3 separate regions of the Mus musculus genome follow, and regions 2 and 3 are each linked to region 1. Evidence: chromatin contacts called from public Micro-C and promoter capture Hi-C data. All regions are on one chromosome and are shown on one strand. The core of a region is the stretch at or near the end of the contact, and the rest is flanking DNA. Distances in the headings are between cores, read along the strand shown. Region 1 holds the start of Esyt1 (extended synaptotagmin-like protein 1). Region 2 holds the start of Atp5b (ATP synthase, H+ transporting mitochondrial F1 complex, beta subunit). Region 3 holds the start of Apon (apolipoprotein N).

Region 1 (3,469 bases), core at 558-3,057:
TAGAACTTGGGGACACTGAGGCTTCTTTAATAAGGGGAGTGGGTAGGATGTGGGGCCACATAGAGATGCTTCAGCTAGCTCAGAGATGCGAAATGGCAGCTTCTGGGGCCAAGGAGGGGGAGGGGGAGGAGTCTTGAAGAGAAGGGTACATTCTTTCAGGAGGAGATCCTGTCAAATCAGAACTCCGGGGAATCCTGGGATGAAGAAGTCCTAGTTCCTTTGTCCAGCCTTCCCTGCTCCCCTGGGACCGGGCGTGGGCTCCAGTATAAGAAGGTGAAGAAGAAACCAAACCCTGATAACCTAGAGACTGGCAGGAAGTCTTAGGCCTGGTGCGCTGGTGCGCTAGTGCCTGCGCAAGCCTCCGCACTCTCTCCCTCATTCCTTTCCTCCCTAGCTCCTTTCTCTTTCTTCCTGAGTGGGAAAGGACACCTGTGCTGTACACGGAGGTAGGGAGGTGTTGGGTTAATTCCAAGGATAAAGAGTAGCAATAACAGTTGCTACTTAGGGCACATGAAACCGTTTCTTCTTCTTTTCTCTCCAGGGAATGGCAAGTGTGACTGGTGTCTGCCTCTCTCTACCTGTCACCTCTAAGTGAGAAGAGTAGGGAGGGTACCCCAAAGGGGTTGGTAACCCGCTCAGCTTAGCAAGGTCAGAGGGAGGCATCTTTTCAGCCCAGGAGACAGGGTATAGTAATGAGGGCCTGGGTCGGCTGAGCAAACGAGCGAGCGAAGGCTGCTCACAGTCCGGAAAAGGGTGGGGCCGCCCTGGGTACGAGTAAAAAGGAGCAGCGGGAACTACAGCTGCCGCACTACCCTCTTCCCAGAACCTCCTCCTCCCTTAGCCCAGCAGCCCGGCTGGCTTGAGGCTGGAAGGCGACCGCGATAGGTCATTTCCAGGTGCTGGGACTCAGCGGAACAATGCTTGCAGGGCTGGGTCTCAGCGGGTACCTAGAGACAAGGCAGGAAACGGAAAACCCTAATGCCCTGAAGTAGATAAAAAGCCTTGAAAGCGCTAGCAAAGGCGGGGGAACCTCTGAGCCATCGCGGGGTGGGGGGTGGAGGGATCCCCAGAGGCAGCGCGGCAAAGGCGCGAGTGGCACCAGAAGTCAGGAGGAGCGAGCATTCTACACGCTTGGCTGGGAGCGGCAGCTCAGATGTACTGCTGTAGTCCGAGGAGACGGAGGAAGAAGTCCCGATTCCGTGGAAGGATCCGCTCTGCGGCAAGGGTGGGCGGGGAGAGTGGGTGGCCGCGTCCAGGAGTGGTGCGTCCCAGCACACAAGCGCTAACGGGACGATGCAAAGTCTGGGGGCCCGCTGTCCTAGGTGGGGGAGCTGACTTTGTAGGGTGGGAGAGCCCCAAGTTGAGGGGCTAGGAAGAGCTATACTGCACCAAGGGCTGAAGTGGTAACTCACCCAGGCAGGTAGTTCCCGGTGGCTCATATAAAGCGTCTCTGCGGTGATCCGCTCCTCGTCATCCAGCAGCTGCCTCGCTGCCCTCAGGCTCCGTTCTTTCCCATCGCGGACCCGGCGCCAGCCCAAGTACAGGGCGAGGCCGAAAAGCACGAAACCTACGCTAAGACCCGCTGCCCCTGCCAGGTACACCGGCACCAGCACCAACAAGCGGCGCCCGAAGGAAGTCAGCACCGCCAGGGCCTCGCTCGCCGCACCTGGGCCGGCAGGTGGGACCCCGGAGCCCCCGTCCCGCGTGGAGTCCGTGGCAGGGGGCTGCCCTGACGGCTCGGGGCTGGCGCCCTCTTCAGGGGAGTGCTCCATGGGGCAGCTTCTGGGAGTGCCCGCCCGAGCAGCTGCAGGCAGCTCAGTGTCTGGTCCAGCTCCCCCCCAGTAATATATGGTGCTCCCCCCGGGACCTCAAGCCCCGCCCCGCCCCTGCCTGTTGGGGCAGCGCCGCGTAGACTTGGGAAGCTAGAGAGGACTTGGGATGGCAGGGCCTCCGTGATTGGACCAGAGGGTCAAGATGGGAGGGTTGGATGGCGGGAAAAGGGGGGGAAAGAAACCAAAAGACAGTATTTGACTGGTCACGGAGAGAACGGGGCGTAGCGTCCCACTTAAGAGGCGGGAGCAGCTGCTCCTCCCACGTGGGATTGGAGCGCCTGTGGAGTTACGTCATGCAGAGCCGCTACTCTAATTACTGAGTTCAGAGTGAGCTAGAGTTGAGGGTGTATCTCTCCACACGTTCAAATGGTTTGGCAGGGTTTGGTCTGAATCTTAAATATTCTTTGTCAACTTTCCCAGCGTTTGATACTCAGAGAACGTTCGTTTTTGCCTCTAAGAATATTCTTTGAGTTTTTACTGGCTGCCCTTGCGAAACGTTAGGGAAATTAGACCGATTTAGAACGAAAGTCTAGGATGACCGACCCTGTCTAGCGGCCCTGTCTGTGCTGTCCTCAGTCCCCCTATCTTGTCCGTGAAAAGGAACAAGTCAGCGACAGCTGGGGCGTGATGAACATTAGAGTTCTAATACTCCAGTCTTGAAGAAGTGGGGTGAGGGGAGGAGATCGGTAGATAAGTGAGATTTTGTTTCTTTTTAGAATCCAGAGTTAGTCATCTCTATCATAGAGGGCCGATTAAGATTATAGTCAGGGAGGGGCGGTGTTCAACGGCAGCAGTAATTATTACATTTTGCAATAGTTTCCTGATGCTGACCAAAATCAGGTCGGGGAGGAAAAGGTCTGTTTGACTTACACTTCCATATCATAGTCCATCATTGAAGGGAGTCCAGGCAGGAACTGAAACCGGGCTGGAACCTGGAGGCAAGAGCTGATGCAGAGGCCATGGGGGGCGGGGGACGGGGTGCTGCTCACTGGCTTGCTAAACCGGCTTTCTTTCTTTCTTTCTTTCTTTCTTTCTTTCTTTAAGATTTATTTATTATATGTAAGTACACTGTAGCTGTCTTCAGACACCCCAGAAGAGGGAGTCAGATCTTGTTACGGATGGTTGTGAGCCACCATGTGGTTGCTGGGATTTGAACTCCGGACCTTCGGAAGAGCAGTCGGGTGCTCTTACCCACTGAGCCATCTCACCAGCCCCCGGCTTTCTTATAGAACCTAGGACCAGCAGCCCAGGGATGGCCCCCGCCAACCATGGGCTGGGCCCTTCCCTATCAATTAAGGAAATGTTCTACATAGAGGTTTGCCTACAGATCTTATGGAGGCTTCGTCTCAATCAACGTTCCTTCCTCTCAGACGACCCTAGACTATGTCAAGTTGATATAAAACTAGCCAGCACCCTTGGGAACATCTAGGACACTAAAATGAAGAATTCTGACAGACGGGATGGTACATAGCTGTAATCCCAGCATTTTGGAGGCTAAGGCAGCCTGAGATAAATAGCAGAAACAAAATAAAACAAAACAAAAGGAGGCAGGGGTTGGGGGATACAGAAAGGAGGGGAGGAGGAAGGAACAGGCTAGGAAGACAGCTCTGTTTATATAGCCCAAGCATGACGACCTA
Region 2 (3,469 bases), core at 594-3,093, 440 kb before region 1:
GCTATCACCCTGATTCTTGATTCATGTTGATTTGTATAAGTCAGTGATTTGCCTGTATTCATTGTTTGCCTGGTGCCTGTGAGGACAGAGGGCACAGGAGTGCTGTGTTTCTAGAGGCCAGGAGATGGTGTTGGATCCCTGGAATTATAGGCAGTTGCCAGCTGCACAATGTGCATACTGGGAACTGAGCTCCAGTCCTCTGTGAGAGCAGTGCATGGTTTTATCCACTGAGACGTCTCACCAGACAGCCTCTTGACTCTCTGCATTACATCCTCCGATCCTCTTATTACCCTTCAGCCCCATATTTCTTTCTTCTACTTGCTAATCATATGCTGACATTCTTTTTGGTTCTTTTCTGTCTGAATTTTATGATTTTTTTTTTTACTTATTGCCACGCAGTGTTATCCAGTAGGCTGGCCTCCAACTCATTGTGTAGCCCAGGATGATTTTAAACTCCTGCCTCCCCCTCTCTAGTGCTGGTGTCACAGAAGTGCAACATCTTGTCCTGCATTGGGCTCTTCCTTACTTAGCAAGGTTATTAGATGTTATCTTAAGAATGGGGAGGCTGAGTCCAAGGCATGCCTGAACCACAGCAAGACTGTTTCAATAACACATGCATGTAATTGCTGAGGAGGATATGGGTGCGTTCCTTTGTTCCCCGCTACAGCCTTTGCCAGCTCTCCACTGTCAGACTGAGAACTTTTTTCATCATCATGCAGAAAAATGGGAAGTACTGGAGGATGCTAGGAAGTAAAAAGGTGCAATACTACAACTTTGTGTATCCTCATAGGAAGACCAAGGGCTTCCCTGTTAGAGCTCCACCCCATCCCCATTGTTGCTGGCAAGGATATCATTGATTCTGTGACTTTCCATCCTAGAGCAACACACACTTCTGGCCAGCCTCCACTTTCATTCAAAAGTCCTTTGAGACCTGGCATCATCTCCCTATAGGGTCGGATTTCGTTTTTTTTTTTTTTTTTTTTTTTTTTGCCTTATCTACAACCAAACCGAAGAAATGTGGTTTCAGGCAAAGGCTCGCTTAGCGTATTCTTCCTTTCTACTTTACTTTACGGATTTCTGCACACACATATCACAGCAAAGGTCTATTACTTCTGACCTTTCATTTTGTGTTTGAGACAGGGTCTCAAGGGGCTTCAGTTGGCTCCTGGAATCTTGAGCCTTCACCTGTCAAGTTCTGGAATTACAGGGTTCTGTCAGTACGTCTGCTTAGGGCAATTCTTTACATAAGTAGGTGACTCTAAATTACCCCTCGAGTGTTATAAATAAATAACCTTGTCTCCTCGATGCAGAACGTCTGTCGAAGGATGGGTCGCTTTAGTTTCTTTCGTTGCACGGATTTATATGATAAAGAGCCTCCAGGTTTCGGACCTGCTGGGCCGCCTGGAAACTTCCACCCTCACTACTGTCGAGGAAACCCCACGTTTTGGAGCCACAGAAGGTTCCTGACTTTCAGGACGCCGCCACTCAACCTTAGCGGCTGTCACCTAACTCAAGGTCCAAGGACAGTCAAAGACGGCCTAGTGCACAGGTTCAACGGAACCCCGCCCCTTTATTTCAACGTAGTTCCGCCAAAAACCTCTCCTACTGACGTTCCCATGGGCCAATTAGGTTTCGAGGCTTAGAGGGCGGCTCCTCCAATTAAAAAAGAGAATTTTCAGATTGGCACCAGTTTAGACCAATAGCTGATAAGCTCCGAGTTTTTTTACCCTATAGAAGCGTTAGTGGTGATGACGAACAGCAAAATCACCCAATTACTGTGCCTACGGCGGAGGTTGCCCCGCCCCAGCTGCAGGACCGGCGGAGAGGACCGCTTCGGCGCTCAGTCTCCACCCGGATTCCGCCATGTTGAGTCTTGTGGGGCGTGTGGCCTCGGCCTCGGCCTCCGGGGCCTTGCGGGGACTCAGCCCTTCGGCGGCTCTGCCACAGGCGCAGCTTCTACTGCGAGCTGCTCCCGCCGGGGTTCATCCTGGTAAGCGCCTTCCTGGAGGAGCTAGTTCGGTTCTTCTCCCCGTGACCTTGAGCTTGGGCCTATCGGATCCGTTCTCCATAAGGATTCCCGGGCAGCGGACTACTGTCCAGCCGAGGAGTGCAAGGACAGTCGCCCGTGGGAGCGTTGATATAACCAGCAGCGTCCCATTTTGTGAGGCTAGAGTGGCCGGCAGCTGCCTCGACCTTGAGGTTTTGAGGGGGATACCAAACTCGAGAATAATGGCGGTTCTGTGCACGAGGTCGGGAAAACAGTGCGGGTGGGTTCCCGATTGCAGCGTGCCCTTCTCCATGCCTCCTCCTATCTTGCAGGAGACTTAGTCTGGGCTCAGCTAACCTTCCCTCGGGGGATAAATCTGGGATTCGGGTGACCTTAAGCTGTCCTAACACCAACGCCTTCCAATACCTTTTTGTCTGCTAGCCAGAGACTATGCGGCGCAGGCGTCTGCGGCCCCGAAGGCAGGCACTGCCACCGGGCGAATCGTGGCAGTCATCGGCGCTGTGGTGGACGTCCAGTTCGATGAGGGATTACCACCCATCCTAAATGCCCTGGAAGTGCAAGGCAGGGACAGCAGACTGGTTTTGGAGGTGGCCCAGCATTTGGGTAAGTAGGACGTTTTAGAGGTGGGAAAGAGCTTGTTAGGCTTAAATAACACGAGATCGTGCCATCTCCATTCTGTGATGACTTTACCAAATGACTTTCGTTCTTCTGAGTTTGCTGAAGCCACACTCAGGTGCTGAGAGGGGAGGCCTGTTTGCTTTTGATCACCCTTCATTACATACTGTTAGGTTTTGGTGCTTATAACGTGTTAATGCTGATTGACAGGGGAGAGCACGGTCAGAACTATTGCTATGGATGGCACTGAAGGCTTGGTTAGAGGCCAGAAAGTACTGGATTCAGGGGCACCAATCAAAATTCCTGTTGGTCCTGAGACCTTGGGCAGAATCATGAATGTCATTGGAGAACCTATTGATGAGAGAGGTCCTATCAAAACCAAACAGTAAGTTTCTCTCACTGCATTTGTGAACATGGGAACCTTTTCTTGCAGTTGTACACATGGGGTAATAACTGGTAGTAAAGCAACATTTTCCTACAGTACTACTTCCATTTCTGTTGTATTCAGTTATTGAAAATGAAGATACAGAAGTTTGGATTGTTGAAAACTTGCTACATAGAACCCCCTGTTACTTTTTTTAAAGCTGTGTTACATTATGGATTCTCTAAAATTTACAGGTTTTTATTTTCTTATTGTTATATAAAGAAACTTTGTTATATTAAGTTCAGTAAAAGGAAAATATCAAAAAAGAGGATTATTTGTTCTTGAGACTTTTTTTTTTTGGTTTTTCGAGACAGGGTTTCTCTGTATAGCCCTGGCTGTCCTGGAGCTCACTCTGTAGACCAGGCTGGCCTCGAACTCAGAAATCTGCCCGCCTCTGCCTCCCAAGTGCTGGGATCAAAGGC
Region 3 (3,469 bases), core at 572-3,071, 270 kb before region 1:
TGCGTTGGAAGCAATCTTCTCTACATTGACAGCCCAGGAATTTTAGGCAGCAGTGTTGGGTGGAGTCTTTGCGGTCAGTCCTTGCCCCAGGTTCATCAGCGTGCACAGCCGGTCTCTGGGTCCGTCTCGTAGCAAATGAAGAGTGGCGAAAGGTTCAAGGTGGCTTGTCCTCCTCTAAGGACTGCGTCTTGGCTTCTGACGGGGAGCTTTATAACCCAGCACGGTTGTTCATTCTGTCCTCACAAAGCACTGGATTGCTCCCATTTTCTTTCTTTCATCCCAGGACACATGATTGAACCCGTTTCTACAGTTGAGGGAGAGCTGGGATGCACCACTCTCAAGCTGACAAGCATCCCTGATTTGTGTTTCATATTAAATGTGTACAATTAACAGTTGCTCATCTCAGAGCGGCCAGCCAGCCATCTGTTGTGTCTTCGGAAGAACTTTTAAGAGTAAAATTAAAAGACATGTCCTGAACTGAGCTTGGTAGTGTGAGCTAATCCCATCGTGTGGGAGACAGAGGCAAGAGAATTGCCATGAGGGAGAGGAAAGAGTCATATAGCCCTACGCGTGGGCCAATAAATGTAATTTAAAAAATCAGCTTGATAATAAATATAATTTTTAAAAAAAGAGACTTTTGTTGTCTTCCTCCTCCTCTTCCTTCTCCTCCTCCTCTTCCTCTTCTTCCTCCTCTTCCTCTTCTTCCTCTTATCCACAAGTAACAAGATGCTTCATCTTGCTGACCACAGGGTACATGCCTGTTGGTTCAGCTCCTCATGAGGCTTTGATAAAATCTCAAAAAAAATCCCTTTTACCCACGAGTCTGAGACTGTGTCTTGAAACAAAACAGGTATGGTGGTGGCTCATGCCTATAATCCCAGCACTCTGGAGACTAAAGCAAGAATACTTAGACTATATAGGAAGTTAGGCCAGCTTAGGTTATAAAGTGTCCAAAAAAATTAGAAGGCAGCCAGAAGAGTGATGGTAGCTCATACCTTTAATCTCAGCACTTGGAGGCAGAGGCCTTGTGTTCAAGGCCAGCCTGGTCTACCTAGCTCCAGGGCAGCCAGGACTATCTCAACAAAAAAGTAAATAGGGGTTGGAGAGATGGTTCAGTGGTTAAGAACATGTAAGACTCTCTCCAAAGGAGTAGAATTTTTAGTCCTTGCAACCATGTCAGGTGGCTTACAACTGGCTGTAACTCCAGCTCATCTGGCCTCTGTGGGCATTCGCCTTGAATCCCAGCACTTAAAAGGCAGACACAGGCATATCTCTGAGTTTGAGGCCAGCCTGGTCTACAGATTGAGTTCTAGGACAGCCAGGGCTACAAAGAGAAAGCCTGTCTTGAAACAACAACCACAAAAACCTTACCAAACAAACAAAAAAAACAATAAAGGTAAAAACTCAAAAGACTGCTCTGGTAATAACTTGATTTGATTTGCTGTAGGTTCTATTTTTCAAATTTTTTGATTGGGAAATCTTTAAAGTAAACATGACACATGGACTGGGAATGTAGCCCAGTTGGTAATGTGCTTGCCTAACATGCATAAATCCTTGGAGTTGATTCCCAGTACCACGGCAACTGCACCTGGTTGCAGATTCCCATAAATCCCCGTACTGGGGTTATAGTGGCAGAAGGATCAGAATCCAAGGTCATCCTTGGCTAACTAGTTGAATTCCAAGCCAGCTAGGGCTACAGAAGGCCCAGTCTCAAAAGAGAACAAACTTTCCACTGCCTAGAGGCTACAGAGACTGGACTATGGTCTAGGGACCGCCTAGCCACAAAGGAGGAGCCTTGCCTGTCAGGATGGGGCAATAGCTGGTCAGATAAAGTCTACCCAAAGAGAGGTGGTAAATACTTGTTTCCAGTCATCACCTACAAGAAGTTAACCTCTGGAAGGTAGCCGCTCCAACTAGGGACCTACTGAGTGAGACAGAGAACCACTTCATTCCTCTGCTGCTTGCCAGACAGGTGAGGGTAACAGCCTCTAAGAGGCCCCCTCTTATGTCCAGGGAAACTGAAGTCTCTAATGACCAGGACTCTACCAAACTCTGACCATTCTTGGTGCCTGTTCCTGTTGAATATTTGCGCCCTCCTCACCTGAGCTCTGCTCCTTCACAACAGGGCTGTCCTGTGGACCCACCATGATCCAGGCTGCATTGCTTCTTGGCTGTATCTTACTGTCCCCGGTGACCGCCTTTCCGTGGAAGACGCAGAATGGCAGCCTGCCAGCCGTCACAAGAACTGAACCCACATCAAATGTGCTCCCCAACAAGATTCCTCCTCCAACCCCCATTACCTGTCGGGACCTCTTGTACACGGTGCTCCCCGCTGCTCCTCTGTCTGAGTTCTTGTCCCTCTTAGCCCTGAGAGTTGTCCTGGAAAACATTGGCTGCCCTGCCGAGGCCTACAGTCTGCAGCTTCGGATCAGTGAAATGGGAGGAAAAGACAGCGCGGAAACCCTGGTCCTCCAGAGTCAAAAGAGTAGCCAGGAGGAAGGGATCGGCAACAATGAAGTCATTCTGAGGCATCTGGTGCCATCCCCTGGGGATATGAGGAGGGTCCGGCGCTCAGTTACCCTGCCTGAGGCGTGCACCTATGAACCCGGGTGGGTGTTGTACGATATGGCCCAGGTGCTGCTGGAGACGGCGAACAAGCTCCCTCCTATTGACCTAGTAAGAGAGTTCAAGGCCTCTGTAGTCAATGTCACCCAGCACTGTACCATGGAGTCTTGGGAAAGTATGAATGAAGTAGCCAGGAGGCTGATGAGTAGCCCAGAACTTAAAGACGCCAAGATTCCCGTTGAAGATCGAGTATACCTCGTTGCTCAGCTTGCAGTCGTTTTAAAGCGTATTTTTGTGAACCTTGTGTGGGAATATTTTCAGACCTATTTTGGATAGACACGGCCTCCTAGGCATGGAATGAACTTTCTCATAGCCCTTTAGTAGGTGTGCACACAGCAGCTGCCCACGGTGTGTAGCTAGACGCTGGCTGCATTTTACAAATTCATACATTGTCTTCCTTTGATCCTAATGTGTGAAGACACTTGATATGACTTCAGTCTTTCAGTTTCTAAATGCTATGGGTATTGCAATTTCCCTCTTTAATACTTTTTAATTCCTTGCTTAATGCTTTTTAATTTCCCAGCTGAATTCTGGGCCTTGGTTGTATTCATATTGTTTTGGGATATTAAGGAAAGGAAGGTTTGTTGTTTTGTTTTGTTTTGTTTTTGAGACAGGGTCTGCCTGGGTAACTCTGTCTATCTTGGAACTCAGAGATCCACCTGCCTTTGCCTCCACCTGCTGAGATTAAAGGTGTGCACCACCATGTCTGTATTTGTTCTGGTATTTTGAGATTGTCTTGCTTTGTGGCCATTGCCCTTACTATATAGCCCAGGCCAGCCTCAAATTTATGGGACTCCTACTTCAGCTTTCCAAGTGCTAGAATTATAGACCTGTGCCCTCACTT

The links. Hi-C and Micro-C count contacts between places; a contact is called where the count stands out from the background. Capture Hi-C pulls out chosen DNA fragments and counts their contacts.
Region 2: a promoter capture Hi-C map of adipose tissue shows a contact between it and region 1, with 2.7 times the contacts expected there. The contact joins the promoter of Atp5b here to the promoter of Esyt1 in region 1. A contact is called at or near these places in 3 of 484 Hi-C or Micro-C datasets (B cells, embryonic stem cells and pro-B cells), 7 of 115 datasets of contacts at active chromatin or transcription factors (the SCID.adh cell line, cardiomyocytes, embryonic stem cells and 4 more) and 2 of 9 other capture datasets (adipose tissue and liver).
Region 3: a Micro-C map of brown adipocytes shows a contact between it and region 1, with 5 times the contacts expected there. The contact joins the promoter of Apon here to the promoter of Esyt1 in region 1. A contact is called at or near these places in 9 of 39 promoter capture datasets (the 3T3-L1 cell line, cranial neural crest, frontonasal cranial neural crest and 6 more), 1 of 484 Hi-C or Micro-C datasets (brown adipocytes), 2 of 115 datasets of contacts at active chromatin or transcription factors (bone marrow-derived macrophages and pancreatic cancer cells) and 3 of 9 other capture datasets (adipose tissue, embryonic stem cells and liver).

The regions. Positions count from the first base shown.
Region 1 is chr10:128,524,052-128,527,520 of GRCm38.p6, forward strand. It overlaps Esyt1 (extended synaptotagmin-like protein 1), which reads right to left and starts at 1,808. Exons shown (of 31, transcript NM_011843.2): 1 at 1,413-1,808. The coding sequence starts at 1,772.
Region 2 is chr10:128,081,464-128,084,932 of GRCm38.p6, forward strand. It overlaps Atp5b (ATP synthase, H+ transporting mitochondrial F1 complex, beta subunit), which reads left to right and starts at 1,844. Exons shown (of 10, transcript NM_016774.3): 1 at 1,844-1,990; 2 at 2,429-2,611; 3 at 2,834-3,008. The coding sequence starts at 1,864. It overlaps Snord59a (a small nucleolar RNA gene), which reads left to right and starts at 2,679; the gene lies at 2,679-2,753.
Region 3 is chr10:128,252,310-128,255,778 of GRCm38.p6, forward strand. Apon (apolipoprotein N) reads left to right here and starts at 1,822. Exons shown (of 2, transcript NM_133996.3): 1 at 1,822-1,972; 2 at 2,126-3,469. The coding sequence starts at 2,146. The coding sequence ends at 2,901. It overlaps Timeless (timeless circadian clock 1), which reads left to right. Exons shown (of 29, transcript NM_001164081.1): 29 at 1-632.